Regions from separate parts of the Gossypium hirsutum genome. Here region 2 is linked to region 1. A link is a contact called in public Hi-C data. All regions are on one chromosome and are shown on one strand. The core of a region is the stretch at or near the end of the contact, and the rest is flanking DNA. Distances in the headings are between cores, read along the strand shown.

The links. Hi-C and Micro-C count contacts between places; a contact is called where the count stands out from the background.
Region 2: a contact with region 1 is called in a Hi-C map of leaf, with 2.9 times the contacts expected there. The contact joins the promoter of LOC107961812 here to the promoter of LOC107963350 in region 1. A contact is called at or near these places in 2 of 34 Hi-C or Micro-C datasets (hypocotyl and leaf).

What each region holds. Positions count from the first base shown.
Region 1 is chrA06:106,254,621-106,260,926 of Gossypium_hirsutum_v2.1, forward strand. It overlaps LOC107963350, which reads left to right and starts at 3,595. Exons shown (of 8, transcript XM_041115878.1): 1 at 3,595-4,099; 2 at 4,173-4,376; 3 at 4,532-5,026; 4 at 5,150-5,260; 5 at 5,760-5,945. The coding sequence starts at 3,695. It overlaps LOC107962965 (transcription elongation factor 1 homolog), which reads right to left and starts at 3,529. Exons shown (of 5, transcript XM_016899550.2): 1 at 3,386-3,529; 2 at 2,841-2,963; 3 at 2,557-2,627; 4 at 2,411-2,432; 5 at 1,972-2,307. The coding sequence starts at 2,953. The coding sequence ends at 2,190.
Region 2 is chrA06:107,156,775-107,162,393 of Gossypium_hirsutum_v2.1, forward strand. LOC107961812 (SH3 domain-containing protein 3) reads right to left here and starts at 3,837. Exons shown (of 10, transcript XM_016897966.2): 1 at 3,554-3,837; 2 at 2,677-2,799; 3 at 2,194-2,263; 4 at 1,912-2,066; 5 at 1,545-1,646; 6 at 1,223-1,420; 7 at 1,064-1,126; 8 at 889-978; 9 at 503-577; 10 at 1-79. The coding sequence starts at 3,613.

The sequences.
Region 1 (6,306 bases), core at 2,345-4,844:
AAAAATGGACTAAAAATAATAAGGTATGTGTGTGCTTTAGGTAGCAATTTGGACAAAAAAAGTTTAGATACCAAAAAGAAGAAAAGGGTATATTTTAGAGGCCAAATTGTTAATTAAGTCTTTTTATTATTATTATGAATAAGTTAACACACTAAACACAAATAAGATTTTTTTTTAACTCTACAAAAAAATGGATTAAAAATATAGCAGAGATATACTTTAGGTACTAATTTGAGAAGTGAATGTAATTTAAGTACCACTTTTGGGCAAAAAAAAGTTTTTTTTGAGTACCAAAATAAGAAAAAAATATAATTTAAGAGCCAAATCGTGAAATAGACATTTTCTTTATTATGAATAAATTAATACCTAGATACAAATAAATAATAATTTAAATAAACTTTAAATCAATTGGAAAACCACATCCACATTTCATCCAATTAAATAAATTTTTAAATTTAAATCCAAATATTTGTTTTAAATCTAAATTCCTTTACTATTTAAATTAAATTTAAAAATAGTTGTACAAATCAAAATTAGTTAAATTATTTAACATATAAAATGAAATTAACTATCCATAATCTGAATTCATACTGAATATTCATCATCTAAGTTCATTCGAGAAAAATAAAATGAATTAAGATACAAAGTACCCTAATTAATATCTAAATGAACTACAGATAATAATTAAAATATACAAATCTAAAAAATTCAATTTACTTTAATAAATATCTAAATCCGCACTATCTAAAGTCATTATCACTTCATCTATGTTTGGAAACTTATAAATTATTTTAAATTTGGCAAGAACGATACGGTATTTATAAAAATAATATTAATGTCAATGTTACTTGTTACTGTGAAAATCTTTTTACATTACTTTTAGTTTATTTGAATAGAATAGAGCTGTAATAAAATAAAATTATGATAGAATAAAACTGTAATAACTAATTCAATTGTTTAGTTGAATGAGATAAAATAAAATTATAATTGTATTCTTGTGTTTGATTGAAGAAAATAGATTTATAATTGCATAAAGAAAAAAGCTAAAATTATCAAAATACTCTTAATAAAAATTATTTTAAGTATATGATTATTGTTATTAATTTTTTAATAAAATTATTATTAAATATAATTTAATAAAAAATAAAATAATTTAATCATATTTTAATATAATTATTATTCAATATGTAATATATATTTATATTATTCAATATGTAAAATGTATATTCATAGTACTTCAATAAAATGGTAAAATATTAAATAAATATAATAAATTTTAATTAATATATAAGTTTTTTTTACTTTTTCCTTCTTTAATTTATTCTCTTTCTCAAATGTTCATTATTTGGAGAAAGCTTTTTATTAAATTCCAGATTCTGACAACGATCATCGCTATCTCCACCGCCACTTTAGTTGTGACCAATCCAAAATAATTATATGATTCTCTTTTTCTTTTCTCTCTTAGTTTTGCTTTCCCAGAATTCATCACAAAAATTCAGATCTACCCAACTTATTTGTAGCTTTCATTACTATTTTTCTATTTTATTCACCACCAATCGAATACCCACCTACAATGACCCATGAATTAACTCAATCAAAGTTTCTCTTCAATTTACTGCAAATTTCTCTCTTGATGATGTGTTGAATGATTTTTGTTCTTACCAATTTTTTTCTTTTCCCTTTTGATTTTGGGTTAAAATGGAAATAAAAGAATAATATCTATTTTGAGTTGCTTAGAATAGCTATTCAGATGATGAAGTAAAAAGATGACTATTCAGGAACTTTGAGGAATAGTAGTCCTGTAATGAGCTATACTGCTGAATAGCATTCAGCCAACCAAACTAACGTCCTGTAGCACTTAGGATGGACATGGAACCGGTCGGCTATTACAGCCAACCAAACAAGCTGTTAATCTTTTAGCTCTTCGACGATAAAACCGGATAGCTTTGCGTAAAACCATGTGCAGCATCATTCATAATAGGATCACGTAATTGCATTAAATCAACATAACAACACAAAACGAGTATCTGATAGCCATTTGACGAAGCTCTTGCTTAGCATACAATGGATCATTTAGGCTATTCATACCATAAGATGCTGTAAGATATGCATACTTGCACACAACTACTCCCCACAGAAAACTAACATAATTACAGCCTTGGTAAGTACTAAAACATCCATCGCTACTGCTAGTCCCATTCAGATGTCGAAACCCGTTTTCTAGGCACATAACCTTCATCCTGATCCCCATCGTCCTCTTCTTCAAGGTTGTTAACACGTTCACATTCATCAATCCATTCACTGTATCTGAGAAGTCACAAGAATATAAGCAAGAGAGTGAGGTAAAGACTAAACTCCACACTGATAGGTGACGGAGCAAACACTAAAAATCACATTGATATGCACTTACATGTCTATTGGTTCAGTCAAAGCTGCAAATACATAAACAAAGAAACATGGATGAGTCAATAAAAAGGCAGCCAACTTAGCTTTCATCACAACTTGCAAAATATTTGAAGTTCTTTACCAGCCACAAGGTATTGGTATCATAAGTACCTGTTATAACAGTGCTAAAGCTTTCCTGGCATATTCTGCAAGAGGCTTCGCCAATCAAGTTCTTCATATCACTGGAACATATATTTTCTCGTAAATTCTTATGATACAAACGCCATTGACATAATACAACTTTTTCCTTTTATCTTTCATCAAAAACAAAAATGGATAACAATGTTTACCCATTGAAAGTTGAAAAAGAAGCATTGTCTCAAAATTATCTCAGTTATTAGGTCACAATATGGGCACAATTTCTCATAAAACAAGCATAAGAAGTTTGTACTTACAGGCGGCACTCAACACTGGTTCCATGGTTACAAAAGGGGCAGCTGAACACAGTGTCAAGCTTATCCATCCGCTTCTTAGGAGCAGGCTTTGCTCTTGATTTCCTCTTTCCCATACTTCAATTCCTTCAACATTTCAAATTACAAGTAAAATAAGCATAAAATTTCTGAAATTACAAAGTTTTTTTTTAAAAAGTTCTCAAAGAATACCAGATTCTTCAATTCAAACCCTAACTAATTATTTTAGACATTCTTCCTTCGGGAAAAAATATTTAGTTTAAGCGGTAAAACACAATATTTTTTCCCCTCAAATTTCTCAAAAAGCATTTAAATTCGTTCTTCGATTTTCTTTTCTTCTTAAGGTTATGCAATATTAGAAAAAAAAAGAATTAGGCAAATTTCAAAGGCTAATCAATCCGGCCGACAAAACATCCACCAGATTAATCTAAGCGAGAAGAAAAAGAATAAATTTTTATTTAGAAAAAAAATGATAACCAATATAACTCGAATCTCATCGATAAAGAATCAAGTAGAATAATTGAACTTACAAAAGGACGATCTCGATAATCGTAAGGAGCGAAAACCCTAACTTTTCGATGCGTTTCCAAGCAGAGGTAGTAGAAGAAAGAAGAGAGGGATTGAGATTTTCTAATTTATAGAGTTAAATGCACGGCTGTTTAAACGACACCGTTTTCTTGAAAACAGTTGTCCAGACCCTACAACCTATTTAGCTCAATGTCTACCCACGTGTCCATCTAGCTAACATGCGCCTGCCCTCAACGTTCAAAACTAAAAATTAAAGGAAAAAAAAGTAAAAACCCTTCTAAAATCCCTAAAACCCTCTGCTTTCATCATCAATGGCTTTCACTCATTCACTTTCCCGTCCATTTTCCATCCAATTCCCCTCTCATTCCCCCCAAAAGTTCACTTCTTTCCCCAAGCTACCCTTCCGCAACCCCAAGATTCCCTTCCTTATCCTCTCCCGTTCTTCTCCTAAGCCGGCTCCATCCACCGAACAGGAAGCCCTAAAATTCATAGCGGACTCCGATGGAACCACGCTCCCTTGTGTTCGAACCTACGAAAACGACCTCGCTCGCCTCACACTCGTTGGGGCCGTTAGCTTCGATCAGGCTTTGACGGCTGCTGCTGCTGATGGAGGCCGAGCCGCCACCGAGCACGTCGACTCCGGTATCCCCGCTATGGTTATTGAAACCGTTTTCCCAGGTCCAACCGCTAAAAGCGCCACCGTTTCTACACGATTGGTTCGTTCATTCCCGTCCTTTATCAAAATAGGAAATTAGCCGTTAAATATTTATCTAATTTTTTTGGGAACAGTTTTTGCCGGCTAGGAAAGTTAAAGAAAAAGCTCAAAAGCTGAAAAAGTCATTTTCTGAAGATATTTTTGCCGGAACATCAGCAAAAAACATACTGGCTATGACTTTTAGGCAAGTGGTTATGCAAAAGATTTGGAGTTTCGAACTGGTTTTGTTTCGACCTGGAACTGAAAGAGATATGGAAGATCTTGAAAATCCAAGAGAGGTTAGATAACCGCTGGTATTTCATTTTTGTGGATTCTGTTCAAGTTTGTTATCTGTATGTCGGATTTTTCCGTGTAATGCCATAATTAATGTTTTTTCTGCAGGTTCCACTTGATACTGATAGGTTCGGTTCTCTTGTTATGCATTTACTAACAGCAGGTTCCAGCCTCTTTCACTCTCCGGTCATCAGAAGAAAGGGTTATCTCTGTGCTCGGTGAAGTAGTTTGCATCTCAGCTTTACAAAGCACTGAAAAACATTTCCTGGAAAATTTATTGGGAAAAACTCCCTCAAGCTTCTTTCGCTGGTTTCGGAAATCAAAAGGGATTGTATCAAAAGATTCATCTGTTGTTTTACATAAAGTGTTTGAAGATGATATTGTTGAAAATGCCAGGAATCTTCTTGAAAGTTTTAATTCCAGTAAAGAGAGTTTCAATGCTATGGATCTGAGGCAGAAAAACTATTGGTGGACTCATCCTTTGCAGTCTAAGCTGGAAAAGAATGGTGGTCATGAGTTTAGTGCTTGGACAAGTGAGTATATACCTGCCTATCGGCTGGAAATAGATGCAAATACACTTAAGGATGTAAAGTTTGAAGGATGGAGAGAATCTAACGGGAGTAGGTGGCAAGTTCTTTTGACACACTCCCAAATGGTACTTTATTCTTTCCCTTTGGTGTTTCATCTTTTTCTTTATTTATTGTATTTAGCTTATTACTGTGCATTATTTCGCAGATACTATCCTTCTCTTTTGATGCTAGCTTATAAAAATTTGTAGGTTGGATTGGCTGATATATTAGATATGTACTATGAAGATGTTTACACACTGCCCAAGAAACAACTACACAGTGGCATGGTTGCCAATTACAACAGCTTGACCAAAGCAAAGGTATCAAAATGCATATTGATTGTTAAAATTTGAAGCTTTATTGTTGTTTGGTTTTATCATACTTTTGTTTGCGCATTGGCTGATCTCCGCATGTTAGATGTTTAGAAATTTTAAGATAGGAGGTGACTGTAAATAATTTGTAATTTAATAAATCAGTTAAGCAAATATTAAACAAGTTTTAATGCTTTTTATTGTGGAAGTATGTGTAAGATTATTGATAATGCTTGGAGAAGTGTTAAACCCAGTACTGGATAGACATATCAAGGATGTTTGAAACTATCTCTTGGAGAATATTCAATAGTAATTGTTAGAATTTCATGAACTCTTTGCTATATTTGACTAATTTGAAATTTTTTTGTTTTCTTCTCTTATTTTGTGGTCTTTTTCTTTTCAAGGTGTTTAGCCTTTTATGAACTTGAAGGATCTAGCTGATAAAAGTATTGGTATTTGAATTGAATCAAGTTCTTAGTCTTTGTCTAATTGTTTCAATTTCTTACAGAGGAACTCTTCTTTCTTGAAAGTAATATCTTCCATCATTGCAAGTGGAATTCTTCTCATTACCATCAGTAGTATCAGTCTATTTAGTTTTCCTTATCTAGGCAGAGGAGGGAAGTACCTTGGAAAATCTCGGTCTCCATCATCAATTATTGAGTCTACAACAATTCAATCTGTAGATGCTGAAAAGGTGGGAATACACTGGTTTCTTTGTGGCTTTGTACTAATTCAGTTTCAGTAATATCTGTGTATTTATTATTGTATCCATGCTCTGTTAATGCTAGTATTAGAATAGGCAAACTGGTTTTCCCTAGGAATTTTCTATGCTATTTGTCCTTGTGGTGTTGCATGTATTTTCTTTGCTGCCAAAGATTCATGTGATTTAGGAATTTGATATATAACTCTAGAGCACCATTTATAGACTGAAGAGGAATCTTGTTGAAGAAATATTAGCAACAAGAAGAAAAAGTATTTGTAGCTAAACAAACTTAACCATCAGAGGAGAAACTTGGAGGAAGAGTAACTGCCATAAAGAGAAAGTTTTAAGACAA
Region 2 (5,619 bases), core at 2,587-5,086, 900 kb after region 1:
GGCGCTTCTCAACATAAGCTGATGGAAACCACCCCGCTTTGCCCTTGCATTCTCCTTCTGACCATCCAGTTGGACTTACCTGCATGGGCATACAGTGTTTTAAGAATCAGGGCAAGTAAAAATAAGAAATTCAACCCATCAATTTTTATTTTTTTTAAAATGAAAGCTATAACCTAGACAAGTTTATTAGTAGTGTTATTTGTGTGGGCATTAAATCTAATGCTTAAGCTAGAGCGAATTAAATGTAAGACTGAATGCGACAGGACCTAGAGTATCCAGTAAGATACCTCCTGCACAACATTTCATGTATATGGTGGATGAGTAGCAATCTATGCACCACAGTTTAAAAGGCATCCAGCATTATTCTTCCATTATGTAAGATTGCAAAATCAGCTTCGACTTATCTCTGTAACTATAACCTAAGATCACTCCAGTCTCTCGAGCTAAATGCAACCTATACGTACCACTTAGATGTAAGACTAAGGAAAGGAAAATAGAATACCTTTCGCACAACAACAAAGTCACCTATTGACAAGCTCAGTTCCTTCTCAGATGAAGCAGAAAAGGGATATGTTGCCTGTGACAAGAAACTCAAAATATTAGTACTTCACATACCTGAAGGGAACCAAAGTGTAAGAAGAACCCCTTCGACTTAGAGAAGCTAACAAGTTAAGGCAATTACTTCATTCATTCTAATTTTAATGGCCAATAAAAATTGTAAAAAGCAAGTCTAACAACTTAAGTCGATGTCTCTGACCATAATCAAACAATTTTCTGTTTTATTTTTCCTCTTTTGTCTCTAATCTCATGCTTTTATGAAATACATGGTTTCTTAATGAACCTAGTAGCTAGAACATTCTTCAAATTTCCAAGATTAGGTAAACTTACTTCAGCCAAGTAATACATAGTTTTCTCTGAGCCATTCTCAGGTACAATCACGGGAGGAGCAGATTCTTTGCGCTGTTTCTCAGAAACCATCTACCAAGTTCGACACAAAGATATAAGTTCCCATAATTCAAAATAAAAGGCTACTTTACCCGAAACAAGGAAGCCAGGAAATAACCTCAGCTTCAATCTCATTAAGAATTGCAGCCACTCTTAAATGATAAGTCTTTTCCCCTTCAACCTATAAATGCATAGATCAAAATCTTGAATATCATCTATGAATTAAGATAAGCTTCAAGTTGGAGACTGTATACACTGAAGTAATGCACATCTATACCATAGCTACAAGCCTCTGTAAAGTTAATCTTTGCTGCTGTGCTTCAACAGCAGCCAATGCAGCAGAAGCTTCTTTACCCAGAACTGCCATATTTGCTTTCAGTTCCTGCATCTTTGCTTCAGCAGCATGCAACTTCGCAACATTTTCAGGAATTGGCGCTTCTCTTATTCTTGCTTGTCTTCTGGAAATATCTGCTGCCTGCTTGCTTATCATATTTAGTATCAGTTGTGTATTTCCGAAGACAATCTTAAGAAATTTAAACTGTTGTTTAATATATAGAAAATTACTAATGCAAGGGGTGCTGTTCTGTATGATTACTTACCAGTGCCTCAGCTTCCTGCCTCATTCGACTATAGCGTTGAGCAAGATGACGAGCATCTTCCAAAGGAGCACCAGCACTCATTGCTCTCAAGGGATCCAAAACCTTACGTATTTTGAAATAGAAGGGTCATGTTTCTAATCAGCACTAGTTATTCTCAATAAAATGTAACAAAAGCATGCAACAGGACAAAGGACATACAAATTCTTTGAATGCATACAAAAACATAGTCTGGTAACATTTAGCAAGGAATACAAGAAAGCATCATACTCATTTTGGATTGAATGTGTTTACAAGTACATAACTAAAAATTTATTTTATGATGTGATGAAAAGAGTCTTTCAAAACACAACATCCGATAAATGTCAACCTGTTGGGATAACAACTTAATCAAATCTTCTTGCTCCTTCTCTACATGTTTACAACCATCACCATAAATAGCTGCAGCTTTGGCAAGAACATTTTCGTTGATGTTTTCACTGTTTTCAGTTCCATATCGGCAGCATTCTTCAGAGAACTTGGTTCCTGATTATCATAAAGATTAAGAACCATAAAGATAAAGCTTTATCTTCACAATATATGTTATTTATTTCAATCGCACAAAATTCATGTCAGAACAACAAAATTAAAAAGGTATGAATTAATGCTGCACCTGTTTCAATATGCTTATACCCGATGGCTGTAAATGCTTCTGCAGCTTTAATAACTTCTTTTTGAAAATCCTGAAAGGAAGAGCGGTAAAATCGTTAAGCAAGCACTCCATGGGTATTAAACTTGCAGTAAATATAAAAGAAAATTAAGAGAAATTAGTTTTTATGAAAGTTAGGCAAATTGAGAAACTAAATATCAGAATATAGTACAGCCATTAGTAGCTCTCATAATAAATTTTGTTCCTCCAACCAGGCGCACTCGCAGAGTAACTGTTACCTTTGAAATTTTATTTAGTTAAAATGACACCAAAGGGATTTAACTGAAGTACTTAACTGTAACTCAAGTAGATAGGATGCACTAAAGTTACATACTGAAAATGGCTTCATTTGTGAAGATATGAATAACACGGATTCACAGAGAACAAAGCAATATGACAGGATTATCAAATTAAGTTTCACAAATTTATGATGGAAATGTTGTTTACCCTAGCTGAACGAGTGGACTTGTACAATTTGTCCAGTTGTTGATGCCTTTGCATCTCAATCTCGTCAATAACTACAACATCTGAGCTCTCATAACCAGTTCCACTGAATTGCTTTATTACGGCCTGCAAAAAAAATTCTTTTAACTCAATAGGAGAAGACATTGATCATCTCAAGAAAAATGCAACTAGCAAAACTAACATAAACATAAGAATTAAGGGTAACCTGTCAGGACTCAATTCAAACAAAATTAGCCCAGTTAGAATAAGATAGGATGATATTGTTTTCGAGTAAATGATCCTAACAAGGTAAACCAAATGAATGACATCCATGCCCATGTTTAAACCAAATGCAAAAACACTTGCAAAGATAAAAGCCAATCAATCAACACTTGGAAGCACTTGAGATCTTACTGATTACTCAACTTTCAGGTAAAGGATGAAGCTTTGCAATAACAAAAGCTTCTGGAAACTCTGCATCTACTCTTTTCCCTATGTTAGAAAATGTAGGGCAATCTAATGGTAGGTACAGTTTTTTGAGAATATAGCAGAAAACAAACTCAAAGGACATGGAACTAGCTAATTTACCTAAAAAAGAATGATTCGTCTTTGATGATTATAAATTACAATTTAACGTTTAGAATTAACTCCACAATTAAATATTTAATTCTTGAAACATATACATTAGGCCCCCAAACTTCTAGAAGTCAAAGTAATTAAACAAATCTAATTCTGTAATCCAAGACTAAATAAAATCTTTGCTTTCATTTTCCCAGATTTCCTCCATTATCCTGACAACCAAATCAACAGAACTCGGTTCTCATTAAACCCAGGAAAATAAATTAAAAGAGAGAGGAGTGAAGGGTTGTGATGAAATTGCCTGCTGTTGCTTGGCAACTTGTTCTCTGAGCTTGCTGGCTTGCCTTCTAAAAGCATCCATTGCTGCCTCTTCTAGTTCTACCTCCACTCAACACAACGAAACAGATTTACAGAAAGAAAAAAGTACTAGTTTCTTGAAATTTGGATTTTATTTTATCGATTGATCGACTTAGCAGATCTGGCAGCTGGCTGGCTACGTTTGAGTGACCAAAGCCTTCGATTACCTCACTGTCGTCTCGTAATTTTTGTTTTTTTCGGGTTGATGCAATAATTAATGGGCTTCTTAATTTAGGATAGCTCTGAGCCAACCTATATTTCTTTGTCGGCCTTCAGCTCAGCTAAATTTGCTGGACTGGACTTTTATCATTTCAGCCCACTAAATTTTAAATAATCATTCAAATATTTATCATTTCATTGCAATCAATTTCTTAAAAAATAATAATATAAACTTGTTAAAGAATATTTAATTGATATTTGAATTTTATTTTGTATTTACTTGTATTTCGTTACACGCATTGCTCTTAATTTGTTAACAACATTAATTTTTTAAGGATTAGCATGTACTTTGTCCCATGAATTTATCCAAAAATAATTAGTTGATACCTAAATGTTCAAAAATACCTAATTGATACTTGAACTTCTCTAAAAAATTATACTTTTTTAAATTAATTTATATTTTTTAAAATAATTATATATATTTTTTAATTTATATCTTCATGTGTCATACTAAGAAGTTATCACGTGTCACTATAGGATTAGCCATTAGCACCACATCAATACAAATTAACAATTTTAGTGTAAAGGTACCAATTTGGATGACAGGATATTAATTTAGATACCGATTAGGTACAAAAAAAAAGAAAATACCAACTAATTGCTTTTAAACAAGTTTAAGGACAAATTACTTATTAACTTTTAAAAAATTCAATTAAATCTTTAATTGGATGGAAATTGATTAATGTTGCTGAGGGTAAGAAAAAGTTGGTGGGAAAGACATTGGCTCATACAGTGGAGGGACGTCGTGCAGAGAACCTAGTTGCTTGGTTTCTTTTAGGTCCTAATGGAGGATGGTCAAGGGTTAGTTCCTTTAGTGTGAGCTTCGCTTGCTCTTACGAGGGTAATTATAGATGGACAGTAGTCTTGGGTTTGGACACCTGTTTGTAGATCTTAGGACATGGTGGACCCTTATTACATCTACGGTGTCTTTTTACAAGGCTGACAACATGATTTGATGTTATGCAAGTATAAGTTGTTGGAAAAATTCGATCTAAAGATCAAGTTTTTGCAAAATAGAATTTTTTTTTAAAAAAATCGAATTATTTATAACAATAATTTTTATCAAACTTAATACATGTGCTTTTGACTAAGTGGTTTAATTGTTTCTCAGCTTTCAACTAACATAAATTTTTTTGTTATTCTCAAACCCTCGATTTATTTAAAGAGTGAGCTCTAATCACATGAACTAATCACACACAATGAAAATTATTAATTTTCTTATGAGAAAATTTAATTCTCTAGAAACCAAACACAATTTCTCACGAAAAAAAAAATACTTTATAAATAAATTGCACTAAATTCTAACAGAGTAACTATGCTCAATAGTTGTCTATTTTGACCAAACCCATAGTCCTTACTTATAAGAAAAACTCACAAGATTTCTTGTTAAACAAGAGAGGTAACAAATCAATAATGTTTTAATAGAAAATACATATAGTCCCATTAAGATTATGCTATAGGCGGCATCCATTTCTGGGAACTAGGATTGTTCCCCGTTACATGTCTAATGAGCTTATTGGGCATGTCTTATGTACTAGATACAATTATACATGTTTTCTAATATTTAAACCAACTCATAGAAATCATCCAACTCGATAACCAATTTTTCATTCTTAAAATATTATTTACTTATTTATTTAACTAATTCAATTTCCTAAATTATTTTCTCAATCTAATTCTAATTTCATTACATTTATAACGACTTTATCGTACTAAAATCTATAAGTAAGAAACTATGATGTCCTATTTAATAAAACTGAGATGACTAATTAATTTAATTTTCATAATTCC